Regions from separate parts of the Rattus norvegicus genome. Here region 2 is linked to region 1. Evidence: chromatin contacts called from public Hi-C data. All regions are on one chromosome and are shown on one strand. Each heading gives the region's core, a stretch centred on a gene start, on an enhancer-like site or on the middle of the called end of the contact. The rest is flanking DNA. Distances are from core to core; before and after follow the strand shown.

The links. A called contact is a pair of places that touch in the nucleus more often than the background predicts.
Region 2: a contact with region 1 is called in a Hi-C map of frontal cortex, with 2.3 times the contacts expected there. The contact joins the enhancer-like site here to the promoter of Opcml in region 1. A contact is called at or near these places in 1 of 12 Hi-C or Micro-C datasets (frontal cortex) and 1 of 1 datasets of contacts at active chromatin or transcription factors (oligodendrocytes).

The regions. Positions count from the first base shown.
Region 1 is chr8:35,046,677-35,052,120 of GRCr8, forward strand. It overlaps Opcml (opioid binding protein/cell adhesion molecule-like), which reads left to right and starts at 1,364. Exons shown (of 7, transcript NM_053848.2): 1 at 1,364-1,995. The coding sequence starts at 1,829.
Region 2 is chr8:35,563,875-35,569,519 of GRCr8, forward strand. No RefSeq gene overlaps it. Among named protein-coding and RNA genes, the nearest start is that of Ntm, 500 kb to the right of the region's middle. Within about 2 kb of position 3,872, at least 3 of the 93 cell types and tissues checked have an H3K27ac peak or open chromatin away from gene starts, as enhancers often do.

The DNA.
Region 1 (5,444 bases), core at 114-2,613:
ATTAAATTAGGGTACAGGCATGAGTGCCACGCAGAGAAGGGAGGCTTCTGCCAGGCAGAACAGGAGCAAGAATAATGGCAGGCCCAAGGAAAGCTGGCGCTCTTGGGTTTAAACTGAAGGAGATGGATCTCAGCCCAAAGCAACCTAGGGATTGGCCTCTAGGAACACTGTATCCCGGAGTTCCCTCTTGGCACTCACTATTATGATGCTTTCTCCTGTGATCAGAAAGCCATAGATGGATTTTATGAAGTCCAGTTCTACTACTCTTTCGGATCTCCACGTGATTTTCCCAGCTCTTCCTTTTCACCACAAAGAGATCCACAGATAGTGGGGATTATTTTGCATGTTGCCTTGTAAGAAGAAATTCACTTGCCAGCTAGAAACACAGAAATGGAGTGAAGGGGCATTATGTGTCTCTAGGTAGGCCATCAGAGCAGGAAGCTTATAGCAGCTTTTTGCATAGGCCCAGGAAACACTTAGGATTAAAGTCTGAATGGACAGAGGCAGAGGAGCGGGCATCCACCCTGGCTTAGTTATCTGGAGTGGCAAAGGCACTTCAGTTCTCCGGGGTGGGGTCTGACAACTTTTGTATGGCATTGCAGAGGGAAGGTGCCAGTGTCAGTTTTCAATTTGCTGCTTTCCCCAGAACTCCTTCTCCAGCCCTCCCCTCTATCTCCCCACCCATATCAGGGGAAGCAGTGAGAGGGACTCAGCACCTCCTCATCTCGCTGGGGTACAAAGGGAGAGCAGAGCTTTTTGAGTCACTAGGCACCTTCCCTCTGGGATCCGGGCCTCGGTGGATGCTTCTGTCCCGGTGCTGTGGGGGTTAAGGTGGGCGCCCGCGCCCCGCACCCGCCAGGATGAGCGTGCAGCAGTCCGCGCCACCCGCCAGCCGGCTTGCTCTGAGTCGACACCGGGAGAAAGTGGTGGTCAGGGATGCTGCTGCTGCCATGACAACCCCGGAGGTCCGGGCCCGCGCGCGTCGGGGCTGCTCCCCGGAGGAAGGCGGCGCGGAAGCTGGGGGCGGCCGCTGAGCGTGGCGTCCGCGCGTCCCCGCATCCCGTGCAGCGTCCCTGGAGGAGGCGGGGGCCGCAGTCCGCTCGCTCAGCTCCCCGCGCTAGAGCCTGCGCCACGGTGCTCCGCGGGCTGGCGAGGGCCGGGCTGGCAGGACTCGCCCACTGGGCTACCGGGAGGACAGCCTCGGAGCGGAGGAACTGGGCTACACCTGCTGCGGGTCACCGTGTGGAACTTTTTATCGCCTTGGGGTCCAGATCCGAGACTCGGGGCTGTTTTCTAACTCCATCCAAACATGTGTGTGATCTAATAAAACATGTTCTCCTCTCCTTGAAATCGGGAGCTTTTATTTTTTATTTTTTATTTTTTTTACGACATCTCCTTTCTGTCAGAGACACTTGCCTTCTTTGGGTTATAAACTTTTGATGCCAGACCTCTGCAGAATGCGCCCAACTGAATCTTAAAGTAGCTTCACCGAGAGAGGCAGAGAACGCACAATCTGTGACCTTCGTCCCTGCTCCTTTTTTGTGTTCTCCCTCCTCCCGGGCTCCCTCCGCCCCAGGGAGCGTTGAGAAAGCTCTTTTTTGGATGCAGGAGGGGGCATCTGGTTCTGCCAGGCTGGAAAGCTGAGGCTGGAGCAGAGGAAGACTTATTAGACTCCGGAGAGCCTGGACTCAGCCTTGCCTTCTCCCGCTCCCAGCTCCTGGTTTGCTCTCTGTGTGCTTTCGTCCCTCAACACTTCCGGCTATTCTGAGAGGGCAGGGGACAAGGACCGTGCAGCTGCAAGAGTTCTAGGAAGTTGTGGCTGTCGAGAATGGGGGTCTGTGGGTACCTGTTCCTGCCCTGGAAGTGCCTCGTGGTCGTGTCTCTCAGGCTGCTGTTCCTTGTACCCACAGGAGTGCCGGTGCGCAGCGGAGATGCCACCTTTCCCAAAGCTATGGACAACGTGACGGTCCGGCAGGGAGAGAGCGCCACCCTCAGGTAGGGAGCCTTCCTTCATCTGGGGACAGAACCCACTGCACATGGCTTCAAGGGGAAGGGGTAAGGAAGAGAGGAAAAGGAAGCCAGAAAGAGGGAAATTTGAGCATGCAAGGGGCCTTTTGCAGGCCCAAGAAGTGGCCAGTTACTTTGTGTGATTTCCGAAACCAGTTTTCTTGGACCTCTTTGTCATTTGGTCTTCTTTTGGTCTGCAATCTTACAGGCAATGTTGAAGTCTACACTTGGGACTCCATGTATGCATGGGGCCATGGGGTGGCAAGTTTCACACCCGGATGAGACACTGCGTAGTAAACTAAATACCCTTGGATTTTCCTTCCAGTCCAGAAGGATGTGATGGCACAGGATTGCTCTGAGCTAACCATCTGTGATGGAAGTTTGTGTTGGGGCTACTTTTACAATGGAAGCATCTAGATTTCCTGTGCCAGGGCACGACCGTTCACGAGTCCGATAGAGACACAGCTCCCCAGTCTAAACCTGTGTTGTGTACTTGGGCCCTCATGCAAATTATGAGGCCTTTGTATTTTTGTGGGATGGGACCAAGAAGAGGAAGCATGTAGCTTTTATGCACCGACATCATTCCTGTGTGAGAAGCACAATAGGAAGCTTTTTGTTTTAGCTTAATGAGTTACAGAGAATCACTTCCACGCTCCAGGCGGTGGGGTGGGGGTGCTTGGAATATGCACCTTTGGGGACTGGGCCTGCTGCAGCAGAGACTTTAATAAAAATGCAGCCACCACTTTCCACCAGCTCAGCAGATATCATCTTTTATCCCTTTAATGAGGCAGTTCTGGTCCTAGGAGACAGATTCAGGGACGTCCCAGCTTAACTATGTCTCACAGTGTACACGGGGTGAATGCGTTTGCCCTGCCTATGACTTTGATGGTTATGGTGAAAATAAAGCATTCTGACCCAGATTCTGCAGCCAGAATGCCTGGCTCCTACAAGGAGATATTGAGGGTGGGGTTTCCTTTTTCCTGTTCCCTGTGCTTTTCCTTGTGGAATCCTTCCAACACAGACAAGCCTCTCCCTGAGGAAGAAATCAGAGCTTCTGAAACACCACTGTTCCTTACATGAACCATAGGGTTAATTTTGGATCCCTTCTGCCTTAGGAGGTCCATAGGTAAATCATCCTTTTAGCTCGCACAAGGCCCCAACCCTTGTCTTCTGGACCTACATGGTCCTAGAAAAGACAACAGAGATGTTTTTTATAGACAGCCTGAGTTACAAGTGCTTCTCCTATTTTGGACACCCCTTTAAACTTAGCTTGTAGCAGATGAGAGTGTGTTATCCTTATTTTGTTGTTTCAAGGAAGGTTCCAGATCTGCTCTTTGAGGTCTGATTTGTGGGAATGCACCTTTTGCATGGGATTGGTGGTTCAAAGGTAAAAGCAGATCACTGCAGCCGATGTGAAACCCAGGAACCATGGGCACTCATTAGGAGTGGCAGGAGAGTTTGAACATTGCCTGATACGTATTTTTCTTCCAATCTTTTGTTAGAGGCAAGGACTTGTTTCATAAACAAGGGGAAGAATATTACTGATAAATTTACAGATCCCGCCCCTGAAAATTAAATCGGAAACTTAGAAAGTTGAGCTTTTGCCTTCTGGGGTGCAGTAAGACAGTTCTACCAGCAGAGGGCCAGCTTCTGTCTTTATTTTATTTTTTTTTTTTTTTATTAGCTGCTGGCCTGTTTTCATGATCTTCAATTCTAATGTTTAACAGCTGGGCTTGGTAATGGGAAAGGGAATAAAAAGGAAAAGCTGAATAGTTGCTTTTCATGCTTTGTGGAAAACAACAACGTACGTGTTCAACTATGACTACTGCTGCTTACCTGGCTGCTATTGTAGCTGACTTTTAAAAGTCAGCACAAGCCGATTGATTTTGCCTCTCTTCTCTCTTCTGCACCTTCCCCCTGCTGTAGACAAACTTATCCCTGCTTCCACATCTTACTCTACAGAACTCCTCTACAGTTTTTACCTCATGTAATCTTCTCTTCCACTGCACCTCCACCTGACGATCTTTTCTTGTTACTTATGGTCCCTTTCCTTTCTTCCTTCCATCATTGATTCTTACCATTCTCTATGCTAAAGCAGCTTAATTCGTTTGCTACTACCTCAACTTCTCTTTAAAAAAGCATAAGCACCCCATGCAGACTTCTGCAGCTTGGCTTTCAACCCCTTTCTCTTTCCTTGCCTTCTAATCTGTTCTATGAGCTATGTTCCTTTCTTTATCTGTAAAATGTGGTACTCAGTTGTTTCACCGAGAGGCCACGTTCTCAGTAAGTGGAAAACCACAGACGTGGCCTCAGAGAAATCTACCATGTGTTATTTGGTAGTGTTTTTGCTTTTAAAAGTTACAGTTCATTTTGTCTTTTCAATTTTTGCAATACTGGGGGTCGAACCCAGGGCCTTGTGCATGCTAGGAAAGAATTGTGCTATAGCCTTACTGAATTCTCCATGGTCTTAGAGCTCTATGTAAAGTAACTTTTAAGTCTCCGTGAAAGAGTTCATTGGTGATTTATTTCTTGGGAAGTTAGTGTTCGCAATGTATCAAAGAATTAAATGATACTCATGTCTGTCAGAATTAGGAAACACTCTTGAAGGTCCCAGGTCACACGACCCTCAGTTCCTAAATCTTGAACAAAGTCAGACAAGGAGGAGAGAGCAGGTAAAGCCAAGAAATCTAGAAGCTTGGGTACACTCAGATTTTCCTGTGAAATTTCCCCAGCTCAGAGAGTTCAATGGCTTCCTGTGGGAGATCAGTTTTGTTGCCACAGGCCTTTGGTTCTACTGAGGGACCTTCGGAAGTGACGTGGCTAAAGAAGACTGAAGTTCTCAGTATAGATAAAAACTCATTTTATATACACGAGGCCATATTACTGTCCCTGTAACTATTCATAGGGCTGCTTGAAAAGTAAAAATAATTATTTTAATGCCGAGTTATTTTGCCTTTTGGAAAAGAAACGATATGGAAAATGAAGGCGCTATTCTTTATAGTTGAATTATACCTTCTATGAATCTGATTTGAATTCATTTATTACAAATGGGCCCTCTTGGCCGGAATCATTTCATTACAATTATGAGCTGTTGGGTTAAAAATGTTCTGTGCCTTTCTGTTAGATTAGATATGACAAGTATCTAGGAGTCCTCTGTCTGAATCGATGATCATATTCGGATGGGAGCTCAGGCTCTGGGCATGGTCAGCTGTCATCCGAGAAGCCATTTCAACTGCAAGTACAAGCCATACTCTCTTCCTGGACCAAAGGCACCTTGCGACTTATTTTCCCTCCTCTGTGTGCTTTGTTTCCCTACTCACATGGATATTTTGAGGGGTGTCCTAGATGAGTGGCTATACTTGGGGTAGTTTTCAGGCAGTGGGTAAATCCAATATGGTGGCTTGTTTTGTTGTTACTATGTGTTTTCTTGCCTTTTC
Region 2 (5,645 bases), core at 2,622-5,121, 520 kb after region 1:
ACACAAGCTTCTATGACTCAGTATCCCCTGAGGAAAAAAAAGGAACAGATACCTTGCTACGTAAGCTATGTGTCTGTCTGTACTTTAGTCAAAACAGCAAGCATACACTTGGCACTGGTAACTGAGTTTCTATTCTCTGTGTTCAGTGTGAGGGTATGGCATACCTCCCCCTCTCCCCCCCCCCCCCGGTTCAGACCTTCACTTCTCTCCTTATTTTTCCTTCTTCCATTTTTATCCTTTCTTCTCTTCTGCACCAGGTCCTCTCCTCCTCCTGTTTACACCACAACAACTTCCCATCTGCCTGCTCTTTTCCTGGTAGAGGTATTTATCAGTCTTTCAGTCCATCCAGCCACTCCGCCATCAGACATCAGCGTACCAAGTTCGTGCGTCCATCAGCAACCCACTCTCCTAGACATTCACATATTATTTCCCCATTTATACAACCCTCATTCTCTCTATACAATCATGTGCCTCCCTAATGTGACTGTGTTCTCGGTCTATTTATTTAAGCCATCTATCCATTTCTTACCTGTCAATCCATCCGCTGAGTATCCTCCAGCTAGCCTTTGGCAGAAATACCTATTTCCCAGCCCACTTCAAGGTAATGAAAATCTTGGCTGTTATCTCTCTATTCCACAAGGGAGGCTTTATCTAGTTATTCTGAAACACAGTTGCTAAACGATTGGATGCATTTTTGTTATCTTCACCCCAAACACACCCTATTAAAAACATATACCTACAGAAGTGCTTTGGGAGACGTGTAAGGGCATACCTGTTCCTATCGAGATGTGTCACATTGCAAGGGAGATGGAGAATTAGAAGTGAAAACACTCAGACGAGGCTTACTGTCTTGCCTTTTTATATCTATGGTTAATTGTCGTTACTGCTACTTGTTAATTTGTGTTTATTTTGGGGCAAGTTCTCCTCATGTAGGCCTTATACTGACAATATTCTTTTCTCTGTGCTAGGATTTCAAATGTGCACCACCATGTGCAACCTGATGCTTAGCTTTCTAACACAACAATTTCAGTTGTTCAGTGGATACAGCTAATCACTGAAATAACAGACAGGAGAATCCTGACTGGTGATGGCCCCTTCTTTCCACATCCTTTTATTTACAGCTTAGTAAACTCATCATCTTCATGAATGGTAAGGGTGGCACTCAGTGGCACCAAGCCCTTTGATCAGCTCTAGAACCTAAAGCCCCGACACCGAAGTGATAGTTCCATGGCCTCCTTGTACTCTTCAGGTCTTGAGGGCTCTCTTCTTCCTTACAGGCACTCCATTTATGCATTTATTCAACATGCTTGCACCATCTGCAGAGAAATTCCCTGCAAGGAGTTCACATTTAAGATAAAAAAGAACTGTATAAAAAGGAACAATTACAGAAAAATATTGCAAGTATTATGATAGAGAGTTGAGAAAATGGTTGTAGGCTACAGAACAAATATTGGAAGATAATTAGAAGGCTCCCTTATTTTTCCCCATTGATCCCCCAGGGACAAGAAACTGGATGTAAACAGCTAAGATAGGCAGTGGACATAGCTCATAGATATTATTAATACAAAATAAGCAGGTTAACAGAACTACAGCACATTCATTGTTCAAGAAGCCTGTGATGGAATAAATAAATATTTGTTAAGGGAACAAGTACCATAAAAAGCATTAAAACTCTAAACAGCCAAAGGGCCATCCTGTGCAGTTGGAGATAAAGCTGACTCAAGACCTCCTGGAGGGGAAGAACTAAACATCCACAGTGTCAAATCTGGCTGGATCTAAAGTTCAGTCTTCATTCAGAGGCTGAACTTAAGTATTAAGTATTTAGTATTAAGTACACCGTCCCTCCTGCACCAGGGAGTTTTATGAACCTTGATGATAGTAAAGAGAGTCAGTGGTGATTGGGAACTGGGAGCAGGCAACAATGGAGCCCATTGACAGATGCTAAGGGTGGCCTTACTGAGTAGGTACTGGAACTGGACTCTAAGAAGATGAGATGCCTTCACTGCTGTGTCTTGGGATGATATACCAGGCTTATTTGCATTTAAGTATTTGAAAGCATCTCTTCTTTCAAAAACAAGAGTGGATACAGTATTTACTTCTCCATTAACTATCTCCGGTGAGACATTTTCTTTCATTTATTTATCGTCCCCAAACTGGGTATTTTCTTTAGAAATATGGCATGATACAACTAGGGAAATATCTTTTTTAAAATTACAACCTTACAAATTGCCTTGGACCAATTTCCACCTTCTTTTAACTTCCTTCTCATTCTGACAACATAGTGGCTATAATAGCCACCTTACAAGACTGCCTGTTAGAAGTATTAGCTTATTAGATGTGAATAGATAAAACTGTGGTATAAGACCTAGTGAGAAACAGTTTATTGCAAAGTAAACATTGGTTTTATTCTCCTATTTTTTCCCTTAGACCCTCAATGTCCTCCTTTTTCCAGAGCTTCTGAAAGAGATCATTCCAGCTTCTTTAGAAAAGTGAAAACATGCTTTCTGAGTCATTCTCCTATTGAAATGTAAAACACAGACACACATTTCTGAGCCTTGGATTATTTAAGTGAAAAGCTTCAAAAATCCATTGATAAAGGTTTTTGGTAGATCTTGACTTTCTAGCTCAGCCCCAAAGGCATGGAGAGAACAAACTAATAGGCAAACTATTTTCAAGAAAAGTTCAACCCAGAATTAAAAGCACAGGATAGAATACAGTTTTCTAGCAGTCACCAGGTTCAAGATTCCATTCCCAACATTAAAAGTAGTTCAAGCCATCATTTCAGCCATTGCTCAACACCGGAAGCATATTTAACCCAGACTGAGGGATTTCAGGTACACTTCCAGAGGAATAGATGTGGAACTGAGTCTTCAAGGCACAGAGGAATGTATAGGTGTATAGAATGTAGGAATGTATAGAATGCCATAGATCCTGTAAATGTCGGAGAAACACAAGAAGGCTAATAAACTCAACATAGGAACATGGACTACTTTAAGGAACACAATTGAAGAATACAGACAGGAGCAGCAAGAAGCAGGTATGTCCAAACTTTACCCACCGTAACAAGTTTTCATCTGCAATGTGCACACTTGAGAACCACACAATCAAGTGACAAAAGAAACACACATACACACACACACACACACACACACAATGTTTTGATTTGTGTTGGACCACACTCATAACTACATAACTATACCTGGAATATATACAGCTTACAGGAGACAGGTTGGACACTCTTGACAGACAATTAGAAATTTTGCAGCAAGTGATCACATGTTGGAATTTGCCCTAAAAGAAACAAGGGAGTAGGAAGATTTACTCAGAAGAGGAAAGGGATTGGGTTTGCAATTGAGAAAGACCCTCAGGCAGCAGGATAAAAATGGGGAGAGGGAACCCTGTAGAGAATAATCCAAGTGAGGAGGAGTGAGGAGTAAGAAGCAAAAAGCAACTTGGAGTGTTGGCAGAGGCACGGGCACACTGTAAGACCTAGAATACGCATGCACAATACTCTTTATGTTTTCAGCTTAGCCAACTGGGTAGAAGATGGGTGATTCTGAAAGCGTAAGAAGATGATGATATCTGATGCATTTTGGGGCATATTCAGTTTTAAGTACCATCCGTGGAACCTCCAGGTGGAGATGTTTAAGTGCTATCAGCATTTTCCTGAGTCATCCAATCATATCTGCATGGTCCACAAGGGATGCCTGATTTCTTTTCTCTGCCACCCTCCCTAATTCCAAAGGAACTTTAGCTCCTTAGATCATCCATCTGCAAGTCGTTTCTTATCCTCCATTTCCTCTTTCTCTTGATTTTTGTCTGGAGGAGGTGCTGTTTTTATTGCTTGCTGGGGTGGAAGGTAGAGAGCAGTTCCCTGATTAGGCAGTCAGGAAGGAACAGATGATTTCAGCAGGAAAGGGGGATTGGTATAGCTCCCTTACCATCCTCATAGTTTGTGACTCTTCCCATGTCTAACATAAAAGGTCAAGCCATTGTGCACTGGGTAACGTAACATGAGAATAATTGAACATAAAGAAGCTCCCTGCACACTACAGTAGCACAAGGATTCTTTGTATTTTTATCATACAGTCTGAGGTTCCTTTGCTTGCAAATCGAGGAGAGATTTTATGCTTTCATACCTTATCAAAGAACCTACCAAGAAGAATGTATTTCCTTTGAACAATTTAAGAATTCATGAGAAACCTCCCTGAAGCCAGCTAGAGAGGGACATCACTGAAGCTTGACATCGTGGTGTTTAGCTGCATCTAGAGGACTTGTGTTTTCTGGCTCTTCAAAGTCATAAGACCTTGAGCTGGTGTGTATATACTTCAGGAGGCAAGGCCTTCCGAATGAGGAAAAATATGAGTTTAGTCCCTGATTCTGCTAAACAATACCTGTATGCATAAGGGCTTAAAGCATCATACCCTACATGCTCAGTTTACTCCTCCTTTAGTACAGCTAGTAACTACCTACTCCAGCATTGCTATCTGGTACCTAAGAGGAAGTGTGTTACAAAAATCCCTGCACAGCTCTTTGCCTATAGTTACACACACAGCATGTGTAGCAGCTTTCCCTGTCCTGTCTTACCACTCTTCCTAAGCACCTCAACTTCTTGAAGGCTTAATGTAGATGGTTGCCTCTTTTAAAGGATCAATTTCTTAGCCCTGTGGTTGGAGGCATTGCTGCTGGAGATGGCTAGGAAAGACTCAGGGACACAAAGGAGAAAGAAACCTTTAAGGAGTGTGTCCACTTTTTGTTGTTATCAGAGAAAGAAGAATTTCTACTCAGGTAAGAGCACACAGTCAGGGAATGAATTTGGGTTTCTTGGAAGAGATCCAATCTGTGGGACATGGGATATCACATGACAGGAAATCTTCAAGGTGAATCGAGGCAGAGAAAGGTTAGGAATCACAAACATGGGTAGTATTGTTTTAGAAAGAAGGGTTATTCTTCCTTTTCTTCATTTCTTACAGAGAATTTGTTGAGTGATACCTCATGGTATCAGATATAGAGCATCCAATTGTGCAAAGCATATGCTTGGGGGAGATGCCATTATAACGAAGCAAAGGATAGTTAGAATTTGCCTACCTTATGGTCACAGGAAATAAATCGTGTCCGTCCCCATGCTCAGCCTCTGTTCAACACTATCCGCTCTCCATGGTTCTTCCCCAACGCCTTGGAGAACTCATTTAACATATGCAAGGAAACCACAAGGCATTGGGATGTGCAGTGCCTAGGCCCTGCAAGAATTTGGATCCTGTCAAGACAGCTTGCCCCTCAGGACCAAAGCAGGCTCAGATCTGCCCCCCAGTCTATGTCTTTTGTTCATAGTCTTGTTCTGTACATCTTACATTGGCGAGGACAGTTGCTCTGGCTACAAGACCAAGTCACTTCATTTTCTGTCTCTTTGTCACTAAAGCTTTCAAGAAAATCAGCTTATTAGGTTAACAATCACTACATGGTTGGGTCAGCTATAGCAGTAAAGGGACTCTTGGAGTGCCTTGGAGACAAAGGCTCTGATTCTCTTATTGACACAACCATAGTCTTGATCTCCCTGCAATATCAGTATGGACGACTTTACCCATCATTTCTCTCTGTCTTATATTTTCCACCTTGTGTGAAGGTGGTTCCAGTACCCAAGTCAG